2 separate regions of the Mus musculus genome follow, and region 2 is linked to region 1. Evidence: chromatin contacts called from public Hi-C data. All regions are on one chromosome and are shown on one strand. Each heading gives the region's core, a stretch centred on a gene start, on an enhancer-like site or on the middle of the called end of the contact. The rest is flanking DNA. Distances are from core to core; before and after follow the strand shown.

Region 1 (5,703 bases), core at 1,304-3,803:
AGAAAAACCCAAACAAGTCACTAAGCCATTGACATGAAAGAAATACTTTATCTTTTTCTAAAGCATGTCAGATCTGGCTCCAAGCTCCCACCGGCTTGCCAAGGGTTGGGGTGGGGGTAGCTGGTTTCAGTTGTATCTTGCGGTTCCTTCTTAGCTTCTTGCAATGTTTGATGCTCACACTGTCCGAGAAAATGAGGTACCAAGCCACAGTTGGTTTCCCTTCAAAGCAGCACAGCCCCTCCCAGTCCCCACCAGAGAGCCTGCAATCAGAGTTGGCAGGCCTCCTGGAACTCCCCGAAGCTCCCAGGTTCTTTCCTGGATCCTAACGACACCCTCCTTGTATTGAGCACAACAGTGTAGTGAGATGCTCATGGCTCACTGATGGATGAGCCCAGGGTGTGTTTACAGGCCCTTCATTCACTGTCCTTCCTTCTCATCCCAGTCTTCAGAGCAGTAGGCCTGTCACGGCCACGCCCTCCTCCATCCTCTGCACTTCTAAATATACGGGCTGGCAATCTACAACTCATTCCTTTTGGGCACAATAAAATCGCCCTTAGATTTCCCAAAAAACTTTGCTATGTAAGTGATCTCTTCAAATAACCGGTTGCTCGTTCCACTCCCTGACTCACTACAAGAACGTGTCAAACTAACCAAGCTCGTTCCTCGTATTTATGAGTCACAGATGTGGACCAGAGAGATCCCGGGGGGTTGGAAGGGCCAGCTCCTAAGAGTCTTTGATGGTTAGGGAAAGTGGCTTCCATAGATGGTAGTTCAAACGTTTTGGAGATAAAAAAGCACACGTGGACCTACTCCAAGCCAAATGCTTTGCTCAGTTTCTCTGACTCCTTATAGCCAACTTGCAACAGGATGCCCGGAATAATCTAGAAAAACCTCTGCATGGAGCTAAAGGGAAATAATAGACTGGTCGTGTTTCCTGGCTATGAAAAAATATTTGAGAAATTCAACAGAGTAGGGAAAGTTTGTTTTGACATCTGGTTTCACAGTCTTCGGTTCACAGTAGGCTGGCCCTGCTGTGCCAGGACCCGTGGCAGAGTGGCTCATCACACCCAGAAATTCACAGAGGCCACTTACCTTATGGCATTCGATAATCAAAGGGAAGATCAAGAAGACATCGGAGTCACAGCCCCAGTGACCTAATGTCCCTCTACCAGGCCCTGCCTCCTGAACCCTCCTCCAACCTTCCAAAGGTCCCATCAGTGAAGGGACAAGCCCTTTATGTTTGGTCCTCCGTGGGACGTTCATGATGCAGTCGTTACAGAGTCAGTGCTATGCCTCAGGGGTAAGACTAGAAGCTGAGCCCTCCCTTCACTAGAGCAACGTCTGAAACGTCTCTGTGCCAAGGCTCTCCCATGCATCGTATCACCTCCTATCTGCTCGTATCAGGTTCCCCATAGGATCTCACAACAACCAGGAGAGCCTGCATCTAAAGGTGTGATACATGGGGTACTCCCGGTCATCCATCATTCTAGATAGCTGAGACTAAACAGTGTCTCCAGGGTCTATAAAGCGCTTGCCACGAAAACACAAGGACCTACGTTCAATCCCCAGAACCTGTGCTAAAAAGCCAAGTGTGGCTCTGTCCACGTGTAACCCCAGTGCTGCAGAGGTGGTGAGTGGGGCCTCTCCAGAGTTCGTGGGGCCACCCAGCCTAGCCCAATCAGCAAGTTCCAGGCCTGTGAGAAACCCTGTCTCAAAAACCAAGGTGGACAGTGTCCTGAGGAATTATGCCTGAGATTGACCTCTGACCTACACACACACACACATATACACACACGCATGCACATGCACGTGCATGCACACACTCACCCATACAGAGACTATACCTCTATATCCGCAACCTAAAAGAGTCAGAGTGTTTGTGCAAAGGCTGAGAGTCCCTCACACACCTGCCATGGTCATGTTTCTTGGATATGTGTTCCACGTTTTGACATTTCACAGTCCCTGGAATCAGCAATGCTCTGAGTCACACACAGCTTAATAGAGTCCCCAGTAGACACGGTACTCATTAATTGGTGCTTTGAGGACATCCACGGATTTGTCATTAATGTCAAATTTGTCATTACTACCTTTCCCCAGTAGAACGGTCAGTGGTGGTGCTAGCAGATTTGTGTTACACTCCACGTGGTAGAAGTCAGCCATGTGCACTGGAGAGCCAGGTTGGCCCGCATGCCGCTTAAAACTAACACTGTTCACTTTAAAACACTTGGAGGTCTTAAGTTCAACTGAAACTGAGTTCATAAAACCGTGAGATGTGTTTTTTCAAACAGATGACTGAAGTCCAATTCATTGTTTTTCATCAAGCATTTCTTCCTACTAAACAAAAGCATGCCTCATTTATTTCTCCTAAATGGAGAACAAATTATAAGTCTTGACCCTTGGGAAAGTAGGAGGAAGCCCACCAGTGCATCAACATATGGGTCCTTCCTTCCTGTGGGTCACCTGACCCTGGGAGGCCCCTGGCTCTCTCCCTCTTTCTCCAGAGGTCCTTCAGTTCAGCCTTTATTGACAGCCACATAGAGGGAAAGCCCTAGAAGGTCACATTGACCTTCCCTGCTAATCCTTGAGGGTTGTCCTGTTCTGCTTGGCTCCAGACAAGGGAAGCAGAAAGCTGACAGCCAGGGAGGGTCTGTTTGGAACCAGTCCTGAATGTCCCTATGACTTTTCAAGGACCATGCCGGTGGCAGCAGTGTGTTCCTGGTATGTTCAGGGTGGTGGAAATATGTTTTGTGCTCCTTCGCCAGAGCTATTCCTTACATCACCAAACGAACACTCCTGTTATCTTAGTGTCTTCCCAGGTTTCACACAGAGTGAGCTTGTTCTGGTCAGAGTTCCTTTATGGGGGTGTTTCTGGCTGTGACTGGGGCTCAAGCTGCCAGAGAGTGAAGTGTGGGGGTGTGCCACACATGTAGTATTCACACACACAAACACATGCACACATACACCCATATACACTCACACACATTCAAGCGTGTGTACACATGCATGAGAACTGAAGGATAAAATTAACGAGGTTCCCCTCCCTAGGATACCCAGGAATCATAGTAAGGTCGAGATTTCCGAGGTGACTCTGGATTGCAGGCCACTCCAGTATTCTCTTAGAAGCTCTTACTGTAAACTTGTAAACTCACAGTGACCCAGAGGTGCTCGGTCAGTAAAGTCTGTGGACAGCTCATGCCTTCATTCCAGGCGCTTGACAGGAACCCTGACCTCACTCAAAGCCCTGACAAGCTACTAGAGACAGAATGGACCACAGACATTCCAATTGCAAGCTAAACAGACTAGGAACCACTGGGTCTTAACTCAGATGCTAATTGCCAGAAGCAGAGTAGATTCAGGCAGGTTGTCCAGAGCCTTCCCCTTGGTGTTTGAGGTGATCTCTGGATCCCCTTAGTTGGCATTCACGGAAACTCCCCCAGGAAAGAGAGTCTTCCCTGTGACCACTAGTAGGTAAAGCTGTATTCACCCTGTCCTTGGAGAATTAGGGGCAGCCCTGGATACTTGGCATCCCAGAGTGCAGACCCAGCATGCCCCACTCCGACTGGCTCAGAATCCTGAGAGTGAGACACCTAAACCTGCGCATAAGAAGGCCAAGTGCCAAAGTTCCACCTAGGAGGGCTTCCAAGCCTTCCTGGGTCAAGATATCTTCTCAGTAACATCTATGCTAAGGCCACCAGGTCAGGAGACTCTGGGTATGGGGGAGAGTCAGGGGGCAAGCACCAACATGGGTCATGAACTTGCCAGGCTCACACCCTGCACTGGACCACTGTCTGTTCTCCTGTCGCATACATGTGTCCCTCACTCATCTGTGTGCTCTGTGTGTGGTGTGCTTGTGCGCATGTGTGCCAGAGATCAAACTCCAGTCATCCCTCGATCACGCTACACCTTATCTTTCAAGACAGGGTGTCTCACTGAACCTGCAGCTCACCAAATGGGCTAGGCTGGAGCCCCAAGATCCTTCTGGCTCAGCCTTCTTGGCATAGGGGTTACACGCATGCCAACATGCCCTGCTTTTTGTGCAGGTTCTGGAGAGCAAACCCGGGCCCTCCTGCTTATAAAGCAAGTACTTGACCCGCTAAGCTAGCACCATACCCTACAGCCTTCACTTTCAGGCAGTCCAACGAGTGAGCAGAGCTCAGGCAGGACTCTGGGCTTCCCTTTAGCTCCCTAGTGGCCACGCAAGCCACTTGGAAGGGAGAGGCCGGTGTCAGGTCAGGTCTGGAGCATCTGTCCATCATCCCCTTGGGATCTACAGAGCTACCTGGGGTGCTCCCAGTCAATCAGGAGTCAGTGAGTGATGGCCTGCATCCTGCAGTCACTACCAGCCACCTTCACTCTTCCTAGAGCTTCAGGACTCTCAGCAGGCTCATGGAAGCCCCTTGGGCATTGTGCCACTCAGCTAGACCTGCCTGCTTCTGCTTCTGCTTCTGTACTGGGGGCTTCTGGGAATATTTGTTCACAGTGATGCTTGGGAGTGACTTCTTCCTTCTGTTGCTCTTCTGCATGTGCCACACCATACATACCCTCAGTGCTATGCAAACACACATACACACACTGCACACACCACATCCAGTAGACATAACAGACCACAATACAACCCACCAGACCACACACACCACACAAACCATACTATGTATAACACCACATACACGCCACATACCACACACTACATACAAACACACAGAAACATACCACATGCAACATCCACTCCCCTAGATACACACCACACCACAACGCAGCATTCCACACACATACTTCACATACCACACCACACACACATAACATACACTATGTACATGTCACACACACAACACACACATTTACCACACCAAAACCACTCACAACACACACACACCCAAAGAGAGACCACACCATAAACATACATACAGAGAGAGAGACATGTTATATGATTCTATTAATACAACTTACGCATAGCAGCCAAGCTCAAACAAAAAGTGGGGTGGAGGAGTCCAGGCTGGGGAGATGGATTAGCTCAAGGGGTTCAGAGCTTTGGTCTTAGAAGATGAAATGGTCCTGCAGCCCCACAAGGAGGGTTGGAGAGCCACCTGAGAGGCAAGCACTGGGCATGTCTATGAAAGATTATCAGGTTAATTTAGATTGGGAAGACCTACCTACAATGGGTGGCACCATTCCCTAGGCTGAATAAAAATTAAGAGAAGTCGGGCATGGTGGCACATGCCTTTAATCCCAGCACTCGGGAGGCAGAGGCAGGTGGATTTCTGAGTTCGAGGCCAGCCTGGTCTACAGAGTGAGTTCCAGGACAGCCAGGGCTATACAGAGAAACCCTGTCTTGAAAAAAACAACACAAACAAACAAACAAAAAAAAAACCAAAAAACAAAAATTAAGAGAAATTGATCTGATCACTACTATGAATTCACACATCAGATTCCTGACTGCAGATGCAATGTGACTTCAATCCTGCCACTGGGACTCTCCCACCATGATGGCCTGGAACCTTGAACTTAAGTTTCTTTTGTTGGGATATTTATCATAGCAACAGGAAAGCATCTAAGACACAGGACATGTATTTGTACTAGGACCTATGAGTATAAAAACCCATGCTCAGTTTCCTCATATAAAAAGTTCTAGGATCTACTTAGAACCTTCCACCCCCACCCCACCCCACCCCTGCCACACACACACATATATACATTGAAGACGTT
Region 2 (5,488 bases), core at 491-2,990, 210 kb before region 1:
TTTGTCGTCAGAAAATTAAGGAGAGGAGTGGTTTATGATTGACTTATGATTCCAGAGGTTTAAAATCCATGCTGGTGAGGGCTGGAGAGATGGCTCAGTGGTTAAGAGCACTGACTGCTCTTCCAGAGGTCCTGAGTTCAATTCCCAGCAATCACATGGTGGCTCACAACCATCTGTAATGGGGATCCGACGCCCTCCTCTGGTGTGTATCTGAAGACAGCAACAGTATACTCTCATACATAAAATAAATTAATTAATTAATTAAAAAAAAGGGAATCCATCCTGGTGAGGAAGCCCCAGGAAGCAGGGAGGCAGAGCAGGAAGCTGGCTGATCGCACTGTCATCCCAATGCTGGAAGCGGAGGAAGAGAACAGGAAGTGGGATTAAAAACCCTCCCCCAGGTCACATACTTCCTCCAGCAAGCCTGTACTGCCTGAAGGCTCTGTAACTTTTCAGAACAGTATCACCAACTGGCAGCCAAGTTTTCAAATACAGCAGCCTCTGGTAGACATTGCAAACTCAAACGACCATTTTGTTATTCCATGATTTTTACAAAGGATGTCTCCTTTGGGCTTCCATACCAAGTCATAAGATGCTGGTGGTGCTGAGTTCTATTATTTAATTATTTAAACAGTGAATGGATGTGTGAGTGAGTGAGTGTGAGTGTTTGTGTGTGTGTGTGTGTGTGTGTGTGAGTGAGTGTGAGTGTGTGTGTGTGTGAGTGAGTGTGAGTGTGAGTGTGTGAGTGTGAGTGTGTGTGTGTGTGAGTGAGTGTGAGTGTGAGTGTGTGTGTGTGTGTGTGTGTGTGAGTGAGGGTCTACTTCGTGCCAGGTCATTCAGAAAACTTGGAAATCCATAACCACTGTCCATTTCATCACTAGGACAATAGTCTGGTGAGAAAGACACAGGAGTTATAAGTGTGACATATGAGAAGGAAGGATGGGAAAGAAGAAGCCAGGGCTATGATCCCCAAAAAGGACAGTGACCCCCGCCCCGAAAAGGGAACATCGAAGGGTAGAGCTTAGAACTTTGCATTCCAAAGACCAGTCTTCCAAGCAGAGACAGAATATTTAGCAAGCACGCCAACACATCTGCTAGACCTATGGAAGACCTATGGTTTTCAGAGCCACAGCTTGAAACAGAAAACATGGTGGAGACAGAACTAAGGCTCCAACACTGAGCCACACCCACCACCAGGCCGTCAAAGACCCAACAACAACAACAAAAAACAAAAACCTCTTGGAATGCTACAGTGGTTCTATGAAGCCAAGGTGAGGAGGAACCCACTCCTAACACAGCCTAGGCCTAGGTCAAGTTCTTGGCCAACCCCACATCACTTCCCACATACTGCGAGCTCACGAGACTTAGCCGCAGTCCTGGACACAGGGAGCTATGGTCCTTGCCGTTAGCTCACATGGGTTGATCTCCTCTGAAATTCTTTAGACGAGGCTCGAGGCTCGTGAGGCTCACAGGCCTGGTGACCTGTGAGAGGTAACACCTTACCCAGCCAGCATAGGCACAGCAACCAGAGGAAGTGGGGCACGAGCTAGCATGGCCCAGGAAAGCAATGGAGCTTCGTTCTCCCTAACAGTATGAGCTTTAAAGGCAAAGTGCATGTTAGGGTTTCTGTATTAGCCCTGAGCTGCTGGGGACAGAATGGGGAAGAAAGACATGATGCTCGTCTGGAGGGCAGGAGTCCCACTTGGCTGGAAACAGAGGTCATTGTGTTTCAAGGGGCGAACACGTATACTCTGCCTATGCTGTTTTAAGTTGTTTGTGAAGCTGGCCGGGACAGTGGAGGTCAGAGTCAGCTTGTACCGGGTCACAACCGCCAACTGTTAAGTTGCCAGGACTTTTACAAGCTGGTTGTTAAATCTGACAACTACTCTAGACGAAGTGGGGGCGCGCGGGGGGCGGGGGGGGCTTGCAACACTATAAATCAGATTTTTAAAATGAAGGTGATAAATCCAACACACTGACGAAGAGCTGGCAGCTTCATAATCAGTGCCCTCGAGGTTACTGAAGCTGACAGCATCCTTAGGGTGGAGTCAGGATTCCTCCACCACAACCAAATGTGCTGAAGCACTCTGCAGTAACTGGGGTGAATCCCTTCCCGACCTTGCTGGGCAATGTCAGGATAGCATAACTTGAAAAGATGACATAACAGGGATCTGCATCTGGCTCCAGAGAAGGGTGTTTTCATTTGGAAAACAAGTCAGAAAACACTTCCCAGGGTGTGGAGAGCCGTGAGCAATCGCCATTACAAGATGGCGCTGGCTTCTGTAGTGCCTAACTGGTAAACAAGTAATGTGCACAGGTGCAAGAGTAAATTCGTGCCAAGTCACTGCCCATCTCAGGGTATAGGAGTAGGGTAATGAGTGAGCAGCTAATCAAGAGCTGACACGTCACACGGAGGGGTATTTAAGCAGCTCCATTTTCCGGGTTCGGGTCTTCCTTATGATGAAGCAATAAAGCTTTGCCGTAGAAGGATCCGGTTGTCCGAGTGAATTCTTGCCGGCAAAATACTAGCTCAGGACACCAGGGTACTAGTGGCCCAGAGCCTGCTGCTCAGACACTCAGACACTCAGGCAGTCAGTTAATAGCTGTTGTGACCCAGGTAAGTCACTCAACCATCGGCTAGGTTTCCTACATGGCTTTTTAGAACATGAAGTTAAATCAAAATCAAAAGCAAGTGCTCGCTTTGGCCGCACATGTACCAAGATCAAAACCAAAAGCACATTGGCCTTCACCTAGTTCATAGTGCCTACCACAGTCACACCCCCTTCACCCTCCAAGTCCCCATTCAGTTTTAGCCTGTCACCTGTGACAAACCATGGGCTAAAAAGTACACGTGGAGATTTCCAGAAATAACCAACTCGTAAGTTCTTTTTTAAAAAATTTATTTATTTATATATGTGAGTACACTGTTGCTGTCTTCAGACACACCAGAAGAGGGCATCTGATCCCATTACAGATGGTTGTGAGCCACCATGTGGTTGTTGGGAATTGAACCCAGGACCTCTGGAAGAGCAGTCAGTGCTTTTAACCACTGAGCCATCTCGCCAGCCCCCAATTCATAAGTCTTTAATCCTGAGTGTTCTGAGCAGTGGGCCAAAACCTCACCTCACCTCCGGTGCCGTAGCATGAATCATCCCTTTGACCTACACAGTCATGGTAGATGCACAATATGCACCACTTGGCCACACAGCATCCTTCTGGATCACCTGGGCAACCACAACAGAGTCGCAGTGCTTGTATTCAATGAACAGTTTACCTAAGCATGAACCTGCACTGTCAAAGTCGGAGTTTGCACCTCCGCTACGTGAGCCTTTCCGATGCTCATATAAGTTCTGTTGAGATGCCTTTCACGTTGGCCTTGGTAGGGTCTGGTGGAGCAGCAAGTCACTGTGAGCTGAGGAAAATGCACAAGCCAGAGAGACTGCAGCATCACCAGAGGCTGTGTCACAGCCTCCTAAGGCTCACGATGGGAAAACAGGCAGTCTAGATTTTGTACAGATATTGAAATGGAAGATTACATCAGCCTGGCCCGTGTGATGTCTGAGTAACATAGCAAGCTTTTCATTCCCATTTTGTCAGCCTGCCATGGCTCCAGACCCAGGATCTTGGGAGAGCAGTGGTGAGGGCTCAGCTCTTGTTTTGTGACTCCCAGGTTGGGGTTTCTAGGTCAGAAACAGCAAGTATGCTGTGTGGCTTTCCTGGGAGCTTTTTCCCAGAGCTAAGTCATTCTCCCCCCACCCACGACCTGGGCCCACCCTTGTGTATATGTGTGTGTGTGTGGGGGGTGCATGCTCATTTGTGAATGTGTGCATCTGTGTGTGTACATGCAGACCAGAGGTCAGCATCAGGTGTCTTCATTGTTCTCCACCCATTTTTTTGAGACAGGGTATCTTAGTTAGGGTTTTACTGCTGTGGATAGACACCCATGCAAATCTTAATTTAATTTGGGGCTGGCTTACAGGTTCAGAGGTTCAGTCCATTATCATCAAGGTGAGGTCAAATGGCAGCATCCAGGTAGGCATGGTGCAGGAGGAGCTGAGAGTTCTACATCTTCACCTGAAGGGTGCTAGTGGAAGACTGACTCCCAGGTAGATAGGAAAAGGGTATTAAAGCCAATATCTATAAGGCCACACCTACTCCCAAAAGGCCACACCTCCAAATAGTGCCACTCCCTGGGCCAAGCAAATACAAATCATCACATTCCACTACCTGGCCCCCAAGGCTTGTTCAAACATATGAGTCTATTGTGCCCTGGGAGGCCCACCAAAACATAACATAATAAAAAATACATTTACTCTAACTTCTAAAGTCCCCATAGTCTATAGCAGTCTCAACAATGTTAAAAGTCCAAAGTTCAAAGTCTCTTCTAAGATTCATCCAATCACTTAACTGCAATCCCCAAAGCAAGACAGGAAACCAGTTGGGCAAACTCTAAACTCTGCATCTCCATGTCTAATGTCAAAGTGGTCTTCAGATCTCCAACTCCTTTTTCATCTTTGTTGACTACAACAAAGTTCTTTCTCCTAGGCTGGTTCCACTCTCTGTTAGCAGCTTTCCTCAGCAGGAATCCCACAGCTCTGGCACCTTTATTTAAACATCTTGGGGTCTCCAAGTCAACTTCAACTTCACAGCTTCTTGTTCCAATGTCTGGGATCCAGACATGATCTTCAGGGTTCCTCCAAAGACTTGGGTCACTTCTCCAGCTCTGTCCTCTGTAGCACTCTAGGCTCTCGTTGATCCACTCCACTGTTGCTGTTTTTGGTGGTCACCCATGGTCCTGGCATCTCCAATACTCTGAGGCCTTCCTCTATAGCTAGGCTTCACCAATAGCCTCTCGTAGGCTCTCTTCATGGTGCCAAGCCTCAGCTCCTTTGCATGACCCCTTGAGTCCTGGGCCGTCAATTGCAACTGAGGCTGCACCTTCACCAATGACCTTCCATGGCCTCTCACAGTGCTAAGCATCAGCTGTTCTTCAGGAAGCCTTCATGCCTTCAAATCCAGTACCACCTGGGTGACACTTACACATTACCAAGTACAGCTGCTACAGGAGGTACAACCTTAGCTATCACTAGAACACAACTTCTTTGTGCTCTCAGAAAACACTTCCCTGAATATCTTACCTCAGTGATGCTGGCCTCTTCTTAATCACCACTAATTTCTTAGCTCCAGCTAACCAGCACCAACTGTCTCATTAGTTCCTTTTATTTTTCACTCTAAAGCCAGAGCCACATGGCCAAAGCTGCTGTGTTCTGATGCTTGCTGGGGCTGGAACATGGCCTCCCTTATTCTATTACAAGGTTTCTGTTTTCCAACTCCCTTACTGCCTAAGCTTGGTTTTCCTGGAACTTGCTCTGTAGATTGACCTTGAACTCAGAGATCTGCGAGGCTCTGTCTCCTGTAGTGCTGGGATTAAAGGCATGTACCACCATGCCTGCGTTTAAGCTTTTCTTCACCTAGAACCTGCTGTGTC

Evidence for each region. Hi-C and Micro-C count contacts between places; a contact is called where the count stands out from the background.
Region 2: a Hi-C map of uterus shows a contact between it and region 1, with 5 times the contacts expected there. The contact joins two enhancer-like sites. A contact is called at or near these places in 1 of 15 datasets of contacts at CTCF or cohesin (large pre-B cells), 7 of 484 Hi-C or Micro-C datasets (bone marrow-derived DN3 thymocytes, bone marrow-derived macrophages, cerebellar granule neurons and 4 more) and 3 of 115 datasets of contacts at active chromatin or transcription factors (the NIH/3T3 cell line, double positive thymocytes and embryonic stem cells).

What each region holds. Positions count from the first base shown.
Region 1 is chr13:51,996,946-52,002,648 of GRCm38.p6, reverse strand. No RefSeq gene overlaps it. Among named protein-coding and RNA genes, the nearest start is that of Gm40948, 84 kb to the left of the region's middle. Within about 2 kb of position 2,553, at least 40 of the 459 cell types and tissues checked have an H3K27ac peak or open chromatin away from gene starts, as enhancers often do. A contact at or near this core is called in uterus, where this site is marked.
Region 2 is chr13:52,204,228-52,209,715 of GRCm38.p6, reverse strand. No RefSeq gene overlaps it. Among named protein-coding and RNA genes, the nearest start is that of Gm33041, 16 kb to the left of the region's middle. Within about 2 kb of position 1,740, at least 11 of the 459 cell types and tissues checked have an H3K27ac peak or open chromatin away from gene starts, as enhancers often do. A contact at or near this core is called in uterus, where this site is marked.